Linked DNA regions of Columba livia: region 1 is linked to region 2. The links are chromatin contacts, called in public Hi-C maps. All regions are on one chromosome and are shown on one strand. Each heading gives the region's core, a stretch centred on a gene start, on an enhancer-like site or on the middle of the called end of the contact. The rest is flanking DNA. Distances are from core to core; before and after follow the strand shown.

The links. Hi-C and Micro-C count contacts between places; a contact is called where the count stands out from the background.
Region 1: a contact with region 2 is called in a Hi-C map of crop, with 3 times the contacts expected there. The contact joins two enhancer-like sites. A contact is called at or near these places in 2 of 2 Hi-C or Micro-C datasets (crop and liver).

What each region holds. Positions count from the first base shown.
Region 1 is chr3:39,338,711-39,343,912 of bColLiv1.pat.W.v2, reverse strand. All of the region lies in intron 2 of BACH2 (BTB domain and CNC homolog 2), which reads left to right. Among named protein-coding and RNA genes, the nearest start is that of BACH2, 62 kb to the left of the region's middle. Within about 2 kb of position 2,007, at least 2 of the 3 cell types and tissues checked have an H3K27ac peak away from gene starts, as active enhancers do.
Region 2 is chr3:39,229,910-39,235,158 of bColLiv1.pat.W.v2, reverse strand. It overlaps BACH2 (BTB domain and CNC homolog 2), which reads left to right. Exons shown (of 8, transcript XM_065059613.1): 6 at 4,403-5,249. Among named protein-coding and RNA genes, the nearest start is that of GJA10, 34 kb to the right of the region's middle. Within about 2 kb of position 1,693, at least 1 of the 3 cell types and tissues checked has an H3K27ac peak away from gene starts, as active enhancers do.

The sequences.
Region 1 (5,202 bases), core at 758-3,257, 110 kb before region 2:
AAACAGAGAATAATAGAAAAAAAAAAAACATATCTCTTCAGCTGTGCTTCCTTTCCATACCAAGGTTTTGCATTTAAAGTAGAACAACCAGTCCGTGTTATTGTGTCAGTCTGTTTTTTAAAGTTTAATAATGAGTTTTCTGGTAAAAGACTGAAGAAGTATTTTTGTGTCCTTAAACTCATTTCCACTTTAGATAGTGGATACTTCTTTGTGTCTTCACTCAGATAAGCTGAATCCATGTGAGTTTAGTGATTGGCTAATCCGATTCTTAAAAATTGGGAAGATCCCTTTGTCCAAGTTATATTTATTTAATGCCTGGTTTTACAGAAAAAGTTTGTGAAGGGATCTTGAGTGTTTGAGATTTTTTTGTTGTTGTTCTTTTCTTTTTAGTAGTGATGTTATAAACCAGTAAGTATCCAGGCTTTTGTAAGTCTCATGTGTGAGTGCTGTACGTGGGATGAGGAGAGAAGAATTTATGCTCAGCATCTCTTTCCTTGTCCTCTAGATGTGGCTAACATCTACTTACTAGCTCTGTGATCATCGCTCCTAATGTTTGGTGTAAGGTAGAAGCAGCATGTTTTTTCAGTCCCTTCACAGACAGAAAAGACAGGACCTTGGCAGCAGTTTCTCCATCAGGTTCAGCTGCACAGCCTGGGAAAGGCAGCCCACAAACCTAAGTGGTCCTGAAAGAGCATGTTGAGGATCCAGCTTTGGTCCAGCTGTGAATCAACCACTTAAGGCTGAGGATCCTTTGTACCACCAGAGAAGTCACCTCCCTCTAACAGTGGGATCTTTGCCCTGGAAGTGGGAGCTTAAGAAGACACAAGCATTTCGAAGGGGCATTGGAGCAGTAATGGTATATACATTAACGGCAGTAAAGTAGGTGCAGGAGCATGGAGGGGTGAATGGGCATGTACGAGTCAAAGAGAAGATGCTTGCTTTTCCCACTCCTCTGCCCTTGAAGGTAGCTCCATCCTCCAGGGGCATGGTCCTGGTTTCAGGAGGGATGCATGAGGGCTCAAATCACTTAGCTTCTGAGTTGTGTGAATCTGAAGATAAGTGTTCTCATTGTTTGCAAGGTGCCGTGCAGTCCTCTGCTGGGATTGTATACCAAGTATACATGTAAGAGGCACCCCTGCCTTTGCAGTAGCTTTCAAATTAAATCTCTTGTGTTTCTTTACCACAGCAGCTCCCTAGCCTGCTTTGTCAGCAACTCAGTGAGATGCTTCCCAGTGGTTTACAGCTCTTGGCTTCATCTGGCAAGAGCGATCTGTAATCCAGGGGTGTACAGGTAAGGGAGCCCTTCAGAGGCTGGTGGAAAAGGAACGATGCATTCAGCTTGATACTTAAAGAAGGTGAATATTCTGATGGTTTCCCACTGTGTCGCACTATTCAGTTTCAAAAATCGTGGCTTGCATTTATCCTCTCAGTAGAACGAGGCACTCTGGCTCCTGGAGGAGACCGAGGAGTGTACACTTAATTGCTTTGTGAATGATGTGGAGTCTTGGAATGCAATCTAGCCATTGCTCATTAACTAGCTGAACCTATTAAACCTGGACAGCAAGCAGGACTGAGTCGGCAGCCCTTGATTGCAGGCAGCTAATGGAGCTGTGGGAGCAAGCTGTGACTGCAGAGCGGAATTGGCAGTAGACTCCCGTCAACCTTCTCTGTTTTGAACTCGCCCTACACTCCATTTAGACTTCTGGCTTGGAGACAGATGATTTCAGAGCAGCGAGGAGGGGGAGGAAGGCGGAGGGTGGAAAGCATTGTCTTCCCGGCTATGTTAGCTTTGATCTGAAGTTAAAAGAGAACCACAATTCAAATGGCATTGGTAATTTGACATTTAAACCTGCAGCAGCAGCGAGATTTGTCATCTGACTGTGGCTGGCTTTGATTATTGATTGGGTCTCATGCAGATGGTTCCACTACACAATGCTAAAACAAAAGAAAGTGCTCAAATAATGTGACTTTGCATCTAGTCGGTGTTTTTTAGCTCTGAGGGAATCAGCTGCTCTTACAAAGCACATGTATAGGTGGTTTGGTACTCATGAAAGATATCCTGTCTTGCAAAAGAGCACAGTAGCACTTTCTTGCATCTTTGTGCTACACTAGCAGCACAGAAGAAAACAAAATTCACTAAATGTTAACTGAATAATTGAGGGTTTGTGGTGTTTGGTTTTGTTTGGTTGGTTGTTTTTTTGTTTGGGTTTGGGGGTGGTTTTGTGGGCTTTTTGGTTGTGTTTTGTTTTGGTTGTTTTTTTTGGTTGGTTGGGTTTTTTTAGTAGCTTGAAGAAAAGTGAACAAAATTGGGATTTGCCCAGGAAATTGGAAGCGTTTAACCTTTTAAACACATGAGGGCCCCAGCTGGCGATGAATACAGCCCTGACTACATAGCGTTTACCTCCAGAGCACTCTTGGCATTGCACTGGAGCATTGTTTCAGAGCAGTTTGTGCTGCTTGCTCAATTGCCAGCATCTCATCCTTCTGCACTCGCATGCCTCCCATCCAGTCACACTTTGTGCCCAGCCTTGTTTACCTTGTGGGTTTTGCCAGGATCACAACTTGGTGGTGTGGCTTTGGGCCCAGTCGTACCGTCTGTCAAGGAGAAGGGGAGAAGTAGTGGTTTTGACACGTTGCCTGAAGAAGGGCATGTCCAAATGTGCTTTAAATTCTTTGTTCTACCTGCTTGTTCGATACGTGTAAGCTGCTGTATGTTGTGGATTTTTTTTTTCTGTTGTTTTGCCTTAATTTCCCCATTGTGAAGAGATAATTTCATTTCTAGTCTGGATTTATACATTTTGTTTGTGCTGCTGGCAGATCCTATCAACACCCACTTTTCTGTGATATTTAAACTTTAAAAGATAAAATAAAAATCTTTGGTGTCATAGAACACTGACTTGCTTATAAAATAGTTCCATATACCAGAGGTGCTATTTAAAAATATTGTAGGAGTCTAGTAATACATTAGCATTTTATGCATTTTGCTCCGAGCAGTCCCAAAGTATAATACTGAAACTGTAGTGCATACATGCAACACTGCTGAGATGCAGTCCCTAGGGCAGAGGCTCTAAACCAGCCCTGCATTTGCTGAGGGTGCAGGGAGCGATGGATGCGAGCAGCTTGAAACAAAGCAGCCAGAATAAACTGCCTTCTGGAGGAAAGTGCTACGAAAATCATCAGTGTTGATGTACAATGGCCAGGGGTTCAGCGCGAGATGCTGTCAAAGTTGCCCACCCTGGGATCACTAAGCCGTGTGTGGACCCGTGCTGGGATCCCGCCCAGTGCCACAGCTGCAGGTATGCACTCAAGGCAAAATATTTAGAGGAGTGTCCACGTGGGCTCTGTGTTAATAATAGAATTGTAGAATAGTTTGGGTTGGAATGGACCTTCAAAGGTCATCTAGTCCAACCCCCTGCCATGAGTAGGGACATCTTCAACTAGATCAGGTTGCTCAGAGCCCTGTCCAGCCTGGCCTTGAATGTCTCCAGGGATGGGGCATCTACTGCCTCCCTGGGCAACCTGGGCCAGTGTTTCACCCTCATTGTAAAACATTTCTTCCTCATGTCTAGCCTGAATCTCCCCTCCTTTACTTTAAAACCATTACCCCTTGTCCTATTGTAACAGGCCCTGCTAAAAAGTCTGCAACTTCACTGCATTGAAGGCAAATAACCGCTTTTATTTCTGAGCAGCTACAGATGGAGTACCCCACTCTAGCTGTAGGCTGAGCTGGCTTGTGGTGGCCGTGCACCAGGAGCAGTGGACAGATGGGTGGCTGCAGTAGGTGCTTTGGTGGCTGGTGATTTCTTATGTGACACCAAAGCACTTGTGTCCCCGACACATGCAAAGCATGTTTCTCTGCCTTGTCCTAGGTATCCTTCAGGCCCATTTTATATTTGAGTCCCTTTAAAACCAATGTGTGAGTTGCTCTCAGGTTAGCCATTTTATATGTATCTCAGCATGTGGGGATGTAGAACTTTAGTGTGAGGACAACAAAACCATTTTCAGATGATTTTGAGACACCAGTTACTTCATTCTAGGAAATTCAGCCTTGTAGAGGCTAATAAAAACTAAAATTCAAGCTTTTATAATGTTTAGCAGAACTAATACCACAGTACGTTTTCTGGTTATAATTTCAAAACCTCGGTGACATTTTATCTGAATGTTCCCATACAGGCACTATTATTAACATGTGAGAATCTCAGGAGCAGCTGAGGGGAGCAGCAGCCTCCCTGGTGTATGAGCTCCATCCTGCAAAAGGAATTACAGCATGTCCAGCTGTGATGCAATAGCTCAGGGTTCAGGTGGCAGCCTCCAAGTCCACTGTTTCTAACCAAGCGGCATAGCAGCCTCTGCTCCTTTTTCACTCTTAAAAGAAAATGAAGTGATTAATGCTTTCAGTTTTAAAATATATCATGTCTGAAAGAGAGAAAATTAAAAAAAAAAAAGAACTATTTTATTTTCATTTGACATGACAAGAAAGAGCCTTCCGATGCATTAAGTTGGGAAGTAATTAGTCTTGGGAGTGTGAGATGGGTTATAATCTTAATGTCATTTTACCATTACTAAAATAGGCTAATTTTGTCCTTTGCTAATCCATGCAAATCCCATTGATTTAACAGTGTTGTATGGATGAAAATAAGAAATGCAGCTGGCCTATATTTTGGGATTTCCTTGCCCAGTGTAAAAACTTACAGAGTATGTTGTTTGTTGAAGCAGCCGTCTCTCTTGGATGCGGGAGCACTACTACCAAATGCTGGCGCAAGCCGAGGCATCACGTGCAGCTGTGGCAATTTCAGAGCTAGCAGGTGAAGCACAAAACCTTTCGTTTCTCCAGATTCAGCAAAATACACATATGTGCTGTTTGTCACTATGTTTATAGCAAAGTAGGTGAAGAGCAGAAAACATTTCTGGAGATGGTGAAACCTGCTTTAAATGAAATGAGAGGTGCTAAAAGCTTACATAGATCTTGAAAAACACGAAGGGTTGGGCTGAATGTAGCCGTTTCAGTCACATTTAGAACCTCCACATACTTAAATGGGAATACATTTAGGTCAGTGCTTTGTGCTTTGCAAAATCAGCTCCTTAATCTCCTTCGGAGCATTTCTGACTGTGATTTAGGGGGAGGGGGGAGGGAAGTTGCTTCCAGGCTGAGACTTGTCGCTAAGTTGTCATATGGAGTTAATCTGTTGAAAGACTGAAGTG
Region 2 (5,249 bases), core at 444-2,943:
AGTCTGGCAATGATCTCCCATAGGAAGTAGTGGAAGTCTGGTCACTTAAATCAATTAAAGCTAACCAGAGCATCGCACTCCACCGGACTCTATAAGGAGAAAAGCATTGTCGGACTGAACTAAAATAGATTTCTCATGCTTATTTTCTGCAGGGCTGCTGTCTGTATTTTGCCAGTAAATTCAATATGGCTAATGCTGATTAACAACTCTCTTGACGGTGATTGTATCATTGTACTATTTCCAGCCCGTTCCTCAGTATCATAAACTCATGAGAGCGTAGACAGACAAAACACATCCCCTGGCTCAGCTAGCTCAATCTGAAAGACAAGTGGCAGATAAAGGGCCGGAGAAGTTTCTTCCTTTCACCTTAGCAGTGGTCAGGCTTGTTACTGCCGCTACGCTGAATTAACATAGACCTCCATAGCACACACTGAGCGTGGAGTACCTGTGGCAGCATGGCAGAGGCAGGAGCTGTACCTGTACCCCCTTGTGCTTGATCTCTTGGATTGCTGTAGAGCAAGATGTCCCAGATGGCTTAGGTAGGCTGCAGTAGCCGTGTCCTCTGTGCACTAGGCCTGCAGAAGGTTTTTAATTCATACAAAACCAGACAGGGACAGGAGGAGGACAAAACAAAGTGATTCATCCTTAGACTTGGCAGGGTATTTGGCATGTTTCAAGTACATGAGAGTACTCTTCTGGCCTGCCTTGAAAGATAAGGGAAAGCAAACCTCCAAGAAGCTGAAATCTTTGCTCTGCTCTTCTTGTCTGTGTGGGCATTGTTAGTTTTATGTATGTTTTACCTTTTCTCTGCCTGGTTTCCTTGTGGCAAGTCAATTCCATTTAAACAATAGAAATGGGTAGAAACTGGAGTAAAGCAAATGATCAGAGGGCAGGGAAGCACTGACTTGGCATGTGCGCTTGGACAAGGTGTCCAGTGGAGGTTCCCACAACTTAACCTGCCTAGTTAAACATTCATTTATATGGAAAATAAGGTCTAAAAGCAAACAGATCTTGGACATATGGCATCTTGTTTACAGTAGGGGAAAAAATAAACTGAGACTTTTGCTGGCATGTGTTTTACCCATCCAGGTCTCTCTCACGTGTAAATGGAGACTGCTATATCAGAGAAATGATCTGTTTCCTTCTGCAAACACAGATCAACTTGGTTTCACTAGCTATTTTTGCTGGGATGCATCAGTCAGGTCAAATCATTTCAAAAGACTGTTCTTACCTCTTCCTACAGAAATGCGCGTGTGATGGTAATACACGCAGCTTCAAAGCTTTTACTTTCCCGGTGTGTGCTGCTTATAGCCATGCTCCAGTGCCTTGATTCCAGCCTTCCTGCCAGAATGCATCAGATGCTGGCGGTCCCAAAACTGGTGGGGCTGAGGCAGGGGACCGGCCATGGCAGCCAAATCAATATTTAGACATCTTCAAGCAACAGAGTTTGTGCTGGCTTTCACAGTTGGCAGCAAGCTTTGCATGCATTTGTTACCAAAGTTATTGTTTCTGCAGTTTCAAGCATTCACACTTGAGAGATTCCTCCCTGAGGGCAATGACAAGCTCCGGGTGCTTGATAAGAAACTTTCCTGCTCTGGATCTGAAAATTGTGAGATTGTGGAAAATTGTGTCACTGGGTAAGATCTTGTAATGAAGTCAAGGCGCATGTTTGACCAGCGTTTTCATCACCCTTCCCTTGAGGCATCTACCTACCGGGCATCATGGGGAGCCCATAGCGCAGTCTCAGGCTCTGCTTCCGATGCATCCATCACTGAACAGCTGCAACAGCTGTCTTGCTGCTGTCTGTTATCACAGTAGTTTATTGGGAGTGAAAACCTGAGTCAGCGTGGGAGACAGCCTTGCTGTGGGCTGGTATGAGTCAGCCTGGGGCTCTGCAGTGTGTGGTAGGCAGGCAGGTGAAACCCTGGCCCCGCATGGAAAATTATTTTAATTTGCTTTCCAGCCGTTCCACCTAGTGGCCAAGTGACACAACTGCCAGGAGAGCTGGGTTTGTGCTCTGCAGTCCCTCCTCATCAAAAATGGACCCCAAAACCCCAGGTGGTATTTATGGTTTCTCCTACAGACCTACGCTGCTGCGGAGCTGACAAGATGTGTAGGAATATGTAAGCCCCCACACTGAAGATCTTATCAAAGAGGAACATCAGCCTGCGAGTAGCTCATTAAGTTCCCGAGCAATTTTGTTAATCATGCTGCATAGATAAAATGCAGATAGGCCTTTAGTGAGCTGATAATCTAACAAATAGGCACAAAATGTAACACTGATAAAGCAGAGATGGGTTTAATAGCCAGCTGTAAATCTAGGCAATTCTGTACCAGAGACGCATTGTAAAACAGGAATGTGCAAGTATGTAAGTATGTGCATGAAAATGCACTGTTTCTTAAAATAGCAGATACAGCAGTAATATTATGTATGGAAAAGCTATTGAGAGCAATTTTGGAGGTGTTTTAAAATATTTTTCTCTCCATCAAAGTCTGCACGACTTGTGGTATCTCATAATCCAGCATTACATGTGCAGATCTATGAATAACAAAAGCTTGTTTTTGGAAGTCAGGATTTTCTATAAAAATCTGTGAGCTCTAACGCTGGTCCTGAGGCAGTATAGGGAATTTATAGGCTTTTCATTGGGATGAACCAAATTATTCACTCAAGATTTATGCTAATCACGAACAAGACCCATCACAAATTCATGGCCTGATGTCTCACCAACCTCTCGAGCAACTTCTTGCTCAGTGGCGTTAATCCAACTGGAAGGACAGGGAAAAGCAGCTCACCTTCAGGGTATCCCATACCCACTAAATAGCATATGCTTCTGAGGAGCTGGGAACTGTGAGTCTGAACCCACACAGCCTGGGGAAGGGACCTGATTTCTACTTTCTAGGCCCCTCTTCTCATCTTTAGGCCATTTTACAAAAAGGGGACAGTAGTACCTCCTCTTCTTGTTTTTTTTTAAAGAAGAAACTGAGCTGGGAACATCTACCAGAGATATCTGTGGCCAGAAGCAGACTGCAGGCTCTGCACAGACATGTAGGTGTTTGGATGCTCTGAATGCCATCTAGATGCCTCTCACTGGTATGCAAAACATAGGGAACTCAGATTTGTGAATACCACTTGCAAGCAAGGCAAAAAGGTGTCTTGGTGAATCAAGACTCAATGGACTTGCCGAGGTTGTGTAGAACGTGTTTGATGCAGCAGGAAATTGAGTTGTGGTCTCCTAGGTCTCAACTTAGTGGCCAAAGCACTCAATCGGGAAAGCTTTATCCTTGATGGTGAGCCCTGGTTTTGAAGCAGGTTCTTGCTGCTTCATGAAGAATAGAGTTTTTCTAGTACATTTGTTTCCTGCACATTGTGGGGGAAAAAAATGCAACAGAAGTTAGTGCCAGTGCATTTTTGGTCAAAAATTAGACAGTATCTATAGTTTACCATGTGCCTTAGCAAGTTATTTGATAGGTATATGTGAAGATGTCACTGTAAAATTCTGGGGAGAGGAAGTGTCTGTTTTTCAGTATATGACATGAGAATGTAAAATATTGCATAGATGGTATGAAAAGAAAAAAGGACAAGTAGTGGTGCATAACTCAGACCTGGAGATCACTCTCCTGGAAAGTTGTTACTCTTTCTACAAAGAAAATGGTGGGAAATTATGAACTGAGACGGGACTTAGAGTGATTTATATCACTTGTACTATGAATATGGATTTCTTTCCTGTTAGCTGTACCTCAGACTCAATGAAATCAGGAATGGTATAAGGGGAATGAACTCCACGAGATGGAGAAAAGAGCTATGCAGTCATTACTTGCTCAGTGTTTATTCAGCAGTGACTTGCAAAAATCTGAGAAGAAAAAGAGGAACCAGTTTGCCCTTGAAAGAGGCAGAAAGATATTTTCTGTGAATTCTTCTATAATACTAAATGTTTCCTTCCCAAGACACTTTTAGTATTTAAAGGGTATCTTACACTTGAAACTACTGTTCACTAGAGCTTCCACTGGGGCAGAAGAATCGAATTTGAATTGGTACTTACGGGGTGGTGGGCTGCATAACAGTTAAAGTAAGATCCTTCCAAGAATTAGCAGCATCCAAACCAGCTTGGTTTTGTAGTCTTTTATTGCAGCAGCAGAGGCTTAGTTCACAGGTCTTCAAGATATTTGGGAAAAATAATGCTGAGCTCAACCTGTACAATGATGTACAGGAGGAAGATAAAGGGTGCAGTGCTAGCTACTGGATGTACCGTTGTTGCTGACCTGATAGACCAATAAATGGCACTGAGCAGGATTTATTTCTGGACACTAGATCTGTTAGGTTATCTAAGTACACAATAAAGGACTTGGGATGACAGCAAGAGCTGATGGTAACACTGGCAATTTCTCTCTCTGTTTTTTGCAGGTCACTGTCAGGGGATTTGGTCCATTGTTACAGTTTGCCTACACTGCTAAGCTGTTACTCAGCAGAGAAAACATCCAGGAGGTCATCCACTGCGCCGAGTTCCTGCGCATGCACAACCTGGAGGACTCCTGCTTCAGCTTCCTTCAGACGCAGCTGCTGAACAACGAAGATGGCCTGTTCCTGTGCAAAAAAGATACCACCTGTCAGCGCATGCACGATGAGGAGAACTCGGATGGAGACGAAGAGGAGACGATGGAGACGTCAAAAATATCTTGCCCAAGAGAGAGGATGCACCAAGAGCCCTTCAATTTTGAAACCACTGTTGCTGGAGCAGACAAAGGCGAAGGAATGCTGCCTGACTCGGACATGATGAGAGATAGCAAGGACAATTTGGACAAAGATGCAGTAACACGGTACCCTAGATACAAGAAATACCAGCTTGCTTGTACCAAGAATGTCTACAACACATCACACATCAGTACCTCAGGTTTTGCAAGCACATTCAGTGAAGAAAGCTCTGGAAATGGCCTCAAATCAGGACTGGCTATGGGGCAGATAAAAAGCGAGCCTCAGAATGAAGAGAACGATGAAGAAAGCATCACACTTTGCCTGTCTGGAGATGAACCTGACATCAGGGATAAAGAAGGGGATGTTGAAATGGACAGGAAGCAGCCAAGCCCCACTTGTGTCGACAGGCCGAAAAGTGGGTCCTCTCCTTCTTGCTTGCGGTCTTTCTTCAACAGAACAAAAAGCATAGATTTGGTTGGCTTCCCCAGCACTTCCCAACAGCACTTTGGTAGGAGTCCAGCATGCCCTTTTGAAAAAGGGACAACTCAGGGTGACCACA